2 separate regions of the Sus scrofa genome follow, and region 1 is linked to region 2. Evidence: chromatin contacts called from public HiChIP or PLAC-seq data. All regions are on one chromosome and are shown on one strand. Each heading gives the region's core, a stretch centred on a gene start, on an enhancer-like site or on the middle of the called end of the contact. The rest is flanking DNA. Distances are from core to core; before and after follow the strand shown.

Region 1 (3,609 bases), core at 307-2,806, 1.1 Mb before region 2:
GCTCCAGTTCTAGGAAGGGAGGTTTCAAATTGATAGAAAAGGCATGTATTAAGGGAAAATATTAAGGCCCATACCTGAGTCTACAGAATAGGTTACTATGAGCTGCTAGAAGACAGAAACCCAGTCAGCTTGGTTAGTACTATACTGGGAAAAATTGCATCTGCCAAGAAGTATTTAATTTGACCACAAACATTAGAGCAGCAAGAATAAGTATTTTCATCGTTATAAACTCTGCAGGGCTTTTTTTTAAAGCAAAAAAAAAAAAAAAAACGCTCAATAATTAAATGAATAAGCAAAGTGAACTATTTTTTTAGGATGACTTATGGATGGAAAGAAGCTGGTTCAACACTTAAAAATGAACACTTGAAAGCTAAAAATGAACTGTATCAACTTATTAAAATTCCAGTATATCATTATTCTGGCTAACTCTCCCTCACACTCTTATTATGTGACTTATTTTTGTTATCTTCACAGTACTCAAGTTACCTGTCTCTGTTCACTGTATGCATAGTGCTGGCACCTATCAAATGCCTAATAATTGCTAACTAGTTTGGCACTTGTCAGGAGAATAAGTTTAAACAGGAGAAAAAGGACTGTGCCAATTACATTTGGCTGTATTTCAGATATTTGCGTTGGTGGGGAATGGCCCACCAATGTAACATTCAAAATGTTGCTTCCCGAAAAGTCAGAGTTAAAACTGGATTCCACTCCTAATTTCGCCAGTCCGGAAAGGCGAAATGAATGCCAGATTTCTCAAAGACCACGATTTCATCTCTATATTCCCAGACCCTGTCTCTACGTCTGCTACATTGTAGGTGTTTCAAATGCACCTGCTGAATCCCGATTTGGGCGGGAATACGAATTCAGGGGACAATTTAGTGTTTTTTATTTTTATTTTCAAACCCCAAACTTCGTTTAGAACCAACTGCGTTAGAAAACCATTACCAAATACCTGGCTGGCCAGACGTTCCAGTTAACAGCCGGCGGGAAAGTGGAATTTTCGATTTGCTTAGAAGTAACGAAAACGTGTTGACTTTCGTTTTATGAAAACGCACGGGCGCGCGCAGATCACCCAAAGAATGATAAATTCACCAGCATTCAGAGTGACTTAAAGAGCGAAGTGAGAGAGTGTGCTGCTCAGGGAAGGCCCATTAGTGGAGTCGAAATTACAACCACGGTGTCTTAAGCGTTAAAACTGGGGCTGCGATTGCTCCAGGACTCGGGGCCTTGCAAGACCACATTGGCAGGAGGGCTTGGCCCTTCTCGCGCACCGTAGGACGAGCTCTCTGGGCCTCCGTAGGCCCCACCCTCGGCGTGGAAAAACTTTGGGAAGCTGCCCGCGTTAGTGCCTGCTGCGTGGGCCTAAGACCGGCCGAGCAGAGTCAGAAGACTAGTAGGACCCCTGCCACAGAACCGCTTCAATCCGGAAACAGAAATTCTCGAGGCCCGGCACTGCTAAAGCCAGCTCTTCCCTGGGAGGGAGTGCACATGCGCATAGGGGTCCTGGGAAACCCTTAAATACCGTCATGCGGGAGCCTACATTCTCTTTCCCTGCCGCCGCCGAGTCGCGCGGAGGCGGAGGCTCGGGGTGAGTAGAGCAAGGCGAGAGTGGTGTTTGCGGAGTGTGGCTCAGTGTTTTTCAGATGAGATTGGCGATAAGTGTTTAGGTCTAAACCCAGTTTGTTAACCAGGATTTTCTTTTCTTTTTTTTTTCCTATTGCAGTGTGCTCAAGATTCGGTTCCACCCGTAACCCACCGCCATGGCCGAGGAAGGGTGAGCTCAGGGTTGGGGTGGCGAAACGGGCGAGGCGCGGGCCGCGAGCCCGCAGCGTGGGTTCTGGGTTTGCTGTGGCGCTCTACGCGGCTATGATCTAATCTCGCCAACGACTGTTTTGTCCAAAGCATTAGATGGTGTGCGGAGGTTTTTTGATTTTTTTTCTTTTTTTTAACTCTTCCGTGTTAGCATTGCTGCTGGAGGTGTAATGGACGTTAATACTGCTCTACAAGAGGTGCTGAAGACCGCCCTCATCCATGATGGCCTAGCACGTGGAATTCGCGAAGCTGCCAAAGCCTTAGACAAGTACGTGTATCAGTCTCAATACTGTGGGGTGTTGGATCTGGAACAAAACTGCAGCCAAGGGAAGAGAGCGTGAAGTTCATGCTGTTAGCACAAAAGTTGTGAATGGCATCCGTTCTACAGGAAACCTAGGAAAAGGTATAAACTTAGATCTTTTAACGGCCCACTTAAAAGGGTGTAGGTTTGGAGTGGGGGTGCGCCCTTGCTTCTTAAAATGGAACTACAGCGTTTGAGTGATGACTTAAATTGTCGGATACCCCTTCACTCTTTCCATGAGTGAAATCTAATAGTCTGACAAACCTGTAGGTTGTGGGGCTATTAATGCACTGTTAACTAGGGAATCCATAAGAACCTTCATTAATACATGTAGATTTTGAACTATTAACATGGCAGAAGTACCTGGATTTTTAGGTGAACTCAATAAGTGTTTTAGCTGTAGAGGTCATTGTGAGTGTGGGACATTTATAAATTGGTTAGGTTTTTGGAGTGGTTACATTGGCAAAGCAACTATTTAATTGAGGTGAATTTAAATGATCTTTAAGGGTACTAAGATGTGTGAGTTTCTGTTCTGTTAATTGTAGTACACTGGCCAGTTGAGTCCAGTGGAAATAGCATTCCTTGTTGGAAATACCTGGTATGGATTTCCTGCACTATTTGTACCTTGACAATACTGAGCAGTGTTACTGTCTGGGTTAGTAATGGGTAACTAATGAGTAAGTTAGTTTTTACATACAAACTTTATATTATTAATTACTGAATCAGAAATGTTTCAGTGGAGGAAGTGAATGTTTTGTGGCAGCTACATCAGCTTGAAGTTGTGTTCTCAGCGTGCTTCTTCTGTTAGTCACTGTGGCTAGTGCAAAGAACTCTTGTAAAAGTGCGGTAGTGGATTTAGACCTGACTTGGTTTCTGTTGGGTTTTGCATTTCAGGCGCCAAGCCCATCTTTGTGTGCTTGCATCCAACTGTGATGAGCCAATGTATGTCAAGTTGGTGGAGGCCCTTTGTGCTGAGCACCAGATCAACCTAATTAAGGTAAGTTAGCCATCTAACTTGCTGTCTTGACTGTTTAAATTCTCTAGGTTAATGAAAATTGGGCCAGTTAGGGTCGTGTTTCCAGATAATGATAGCTAATGACTCATAGCAGAGCAAATTCTGCAAAGAGCTCTTTGCTTTCTGCAGGTGTGAAAAACTTCACAAACTTGACAATTGTTAGATATGTTAAAGGTAGTTTTAGAAGCATTTTATTCCCACAGAATTAAATGCTAATTTTGATGTTGCCATAGAAAAAACTAGGTAGGAGGTCTTGGTGCTGCTGTACATGATGACAACTGGCTCCCTCTACTGAACTTCTATGAGGAAACTGCCATGTCACCCTATCTGACTACAGCTGCCTTTCATTTGATGTGTCCGTCAATAGCATTCATGTCTACTAGTGGTGATTTTTTTTTTTTTTTAATTGTTGTTTCCCTCAATAGGTCGACGACAACAAGAAACTAGGGGAATGGGTAGGCCTCTGTAAAATTGACAGAGA
Region 2 (3,983 bases), core at 499-2,998:
ACCCCCCTTTTTTTTTCTTTTTAGGCTGCCCCTGCAGCATATGGAAGTTCCCAAGCTAGGGGTTGATTCGGAGCTGCATCCATTGGCCTACACCACAGCCACCGCGACGCCAGATCTGAGCTGCCTCTGCAAACTATGCCACTGCTTATGGCAACACCAGATCCTTAACCCTCTGAGCGAGGCTGCATCCTCAGGGATATAGTTGGATTTTTAACCCACTGAGCCACAACAGGAACTCCCTAACCCATTTGTTGATATCACCATCTCAGCTCGCCCTACAACTCAATCTTGTCGGAATTCAGAGAGAAGAACTTGGCCGCTCTTTCTCTTTACCTCCAGTGCCAGTTGCCTTTGTCTGCTCTTAGACTTAGGAACCAAAGATCGCACTTAGAGAGAAAGGCAAAGAAGAGAGGCCTGGGCCCACAGAAAGGTGACCCTAGATATTGATTCTTGATTAGAAGGTCGGAAGCGGAGGCAGGCTGAGTGGGGGGGGGGGCAGCTCGTGCCTCTCTGACAGGGGTCGTGGAGTCAATTCCAAGATCAGACAAACCCACGATGCAAACATAAATATACAGATCCTTCCCAAGGTGAAAGGTAAATCCCTTTTGTATCGTTTAGTGTTTTGGACCATTCATGAAATTCCAATATATGGCCTGGGACAGTATTACTGATTACAGGGAGCAGAGCGGAGGGAAGCAGTGGGAAGGAGACCTTATTTGTGTTTGATTTCATTTCGTGTTATGATGAGTTTCTATTGCTTTGATTACAAACGAACCGACTAGGGAGAGGCGACTAAAAGTGTGCCAGGTGTCTGTGAAAATTGTAAATGTGGAAGCCAAGAAAGGCAGTGGATTTAACAAAGAGAACAAATGAATTAAAACTTTTCCAAATTTCACCTCTGGAAGGAAGAGTATGACATAAACCTCAATCCGAAAGTCCAGTTTTAAAGAAAGCAGGCACAAGGAAGCAGAGATTTTAGGGTGTAAATAATGCTCACATTCATTACAAACAGATGCTGGGAACTTAAAAAGAAAGTTGTGTTTGATGATTATGTAACTAATAATTTTATGAAGCCTCCTTAAAATGTTTTTTTAAAAATGGTGGTTGTAAAGCCCAGTTGTTATGGATTATCTGTTTGGGACAATAACTGGAAAAGTGTGTGTATGTGTACATGGGTGCGTTTGCACGTGTAATTCTCTTGCCAAACAATTTCCCCAAATGAAAAAGATTTATACATCATGTGGTCAAAACGGAGGATGAGACCCGGCTGATGAGTAGCGAGACTTCAATCTTCACGTTAGAGCTCCTTGTCATTCCTCCCACCAGATCCTGTCCCCTCTTCTGCAGGCACCTAGCAAGCTCACGTGTACACACACACGCACACGCACGCATACACACACACACACACACACAGTGAGACACGCATCCAGCTGGCTCCTCTCGCGGTTCCCCGCGCCTGGCTGCCTCGCTTTACCTCTCGCCCAGGGAGGATGCCGGCCGCCGCTGGCTCTGTCGCTGCCATCAGTCTCGGCTGCTCGCCCCTTCGGTTTCAGCAGACTGGGGCCCTCTGCGTTTTCAACAGGTACCATGGTCACGTAGAAGTTACAGCCGTTCCCTCGGCACCAAACCACCCCGACTTCCCCCACTGACAGAAGCAGTCACTTTCCCCATGGTCGCATGCTAAAGAAAGGTGAAAGGAAAAAAAAAAAAAAAAAAAAAAAAAAAAAAAAAAAACTTCGGGCAAAGCCAATGTGATTTGTGACCAACTTTGTTTCTATTTCCGAAAGCTTTGCCCTTTTCGGTGACACAGGCTGTTGCTATTCCAAGCAGCCTATCACAGGCAGTGGGAGGGCCGAACCTCAGAGGATTGTTTTTGCCTTCAGATGCAGAGTTGGAAGCCGAGGGTTTCCAGGCTTGGGAACTGACAGCGTTTGGCCACTAGCTGGGGGGTAGTTAGCTCTTGTATTCCTGCACCTTTGAAAAGAGGCAGAGAAAAGAAACAGGCAGATGCAAACGGCAGGCTCAGTGCGAGGGCCCAGGAGACTCCCAGATGGTGTTAGTTAATCTTGCAGAGGCAGGAACAGTTTCTGCAAAGACATTCCAGAAGGGAGAGTGTGTCAAATTTTCAGCCAAGAGTGTTATGCCCAGAGAGTCGTGGCACGTCTGACACTTCACAGCTTCAACAAAGCACGAAACAGTATCTTTGTTTCAACCTGATTTTGCCCTAGGTGAATGCCTCCTTCACTCTCTCTCTCCAAGACCTGTCAAACAAATCAAGGCCTGAGACGGAGAGTATGGAAACTCAGAATGTACAGATTGTTGGGACTTTTTTGTAGCCTGCTGTTACAGCAAAGTAATCCAGTTTATTTATGCATAGTTGTCTTTAAGGGAGGAACTATCCCAGAGTCTTCTGTTGCTTGTGTGATAGCCTTCTAGTAGGAGGAGGAGGGTATGTCCAACTCAGAGAGACCAGACTAAATGGGTCTTTGTGTGGGTGTGGCATCATCCCATCGTCATCCAATCGGAAACAAAATCAGGGCTGGAGAAGAAGAATATATCTTCCCCCCTGATTTGTGACTATATTTATAGAAAAGTCCTTATAGCGTTATGACATTTTACCTTCAGTTATATATTTAGCAAATCATATTTATTGAAAAAAGAAGAGAAATTGGGATCCTTTTAGAAAAGCTTAAAGAGTGAAAACCAAAATTTATGGAGCACTAATTATGTGCCAGAAATTATGCTAAGGGCATTAACTCAAATGATTCTTTTGAAAAAAAAACCTAAAACAAAACAAAACGACAACTTGTGAGGCAGGTACCCATGTTACAGAGCAGAAAATAGAGGCTAAGTGACTTATCTCTAACATCACAACTAGTCAGGCAGGGAGCTGAGACCACGAAGCCACGTGGTCTAATGCAGTAATTCTCCCATAGCCTAACTCTCCCAGCCTTGTCCTTCTCTGATTTTCTCTGTTTCCTTCCCTGCCACCCGTTCTTGACCTAAAGAAGATGCCATGAGATACAGCTTTGCGTTCTAGTCATTCCTCTGGACAGAGAAACGAGCTTGTGCTAGTATGGGCAGAAGGTGAACCAGGCAGAACTCACTTCCTGCATTTCGTGCTGGATCCTAACACGGCTCTCAGTTAACTCATCATTTGTACATTTCCTTTGCTCATCATTAGATGTTTCTGTACCTTTCTTATCCCTCAGATAATAAAATAGCAAACGGAAACAAACCTGAACATTTCAACTAGTATTTATGATGCACCTGCCACATGTTTACAGCTTGTGCTGGAAAATAGAAGTTCTCTCTCTCTCTTTTTTTTGACATAATGGAAGTTTCCAGGCTAGGGGTGGAAGGTGAGCTGCAGCCGCCCGCTTACACTACAGCCACAGCAATGCCAGATTCAAGCCTCGTCTGTGACCTACATCACAGCTCACGGCAACGCTGGATCCTTAACCAACTGAGCGAGTCCTCATGGATTCTAGTTGGGTTTGTTTCTGCTGAGCCACAACAGGAGCTCTGGGAAATGGACGTTCTTTAAGCATCGCCCAGCCCCTTTCTGATTACATACAAGGTGAATGAAATCCTACAGATCAGCTTGTTCCCACTAAAGCATGTGGGCTACAATGATGCTTTGGTTTTTCTTTGTTCTCAGAATGTGTTATCATTGTAGGAGCAACAGTTTTATCCCTGAGACACACTCATTTCTCTCGGGCTCTCTGTATTCTCTTGGCTTCTTTTGGCTCAAAATCCGCACCTCATGGGGGGCCATGTTCTTGCCATGGATCTGCTGTATCAGTGCTTTGTTTGATGATCTCAGGCTCTGTGTCTCCAGCAGCTTCTTGGCACCACGGACATGTTGGGGTATTTGCTTGTAGTCTTTGACCAGACAAGATAAACCTAATTCCAGAATTCCTTACTATGGTGAAGACCCATTCAGCTATTTGCACATTGCTTTCTGTAGTGAACCACACAGA

Evidence for each region. HiChIP or PLAC-seq counts read pairs in DNA pulled down with a chosen protein or histone mark.
Region 1: a contact with region 2 is called in an H3K27ac HiChIP or PLAC-seq map of alveolar macrophages. The contact joins the promoter of RPS12 here to the promoter of SLC2A12 in region 2. A contact is called at or near these places in 2 of 2 datasets of contacts at active chromatin or transcription factors (alveolar macrophages and skeletal muscle).

The regions. Positions count from the first base shown.
Region 1 is chr1:30,921,339-30,924,947 of Sscrofa11.1, reverse strand. RPS12 (ribosomal protein S12) reads left to right here and starts at 1,556. Exons shown (of 6, transcript NM_214363.1): 1 at 1,556-1,588; 2 at 1,724-1,774; 3 at 1,964-2,080; 4 at 3,008-3,110; 5 at 3,554-3,609. The coding sequence starts at 1,761. SLC18B1 (MFS-type transporter SLC18B1) reads right to left here and starts at 1,231. Exons shown (of 15, transcript XM_013988257.2): 1 at 953-1,231.
Region 2 is chr1:29,833,766-29,837,748 of Sscrofa11.1, reverse strand. It overlaps SLC2A12 (solute carrier family 2, facilitated glucose transporter member 12), which reads right to left and starts at 1,748. Exons shown (of 5, transcript XM_003121191.6): 1 at 1,475-1,748. The coding sequence starts at 1,589.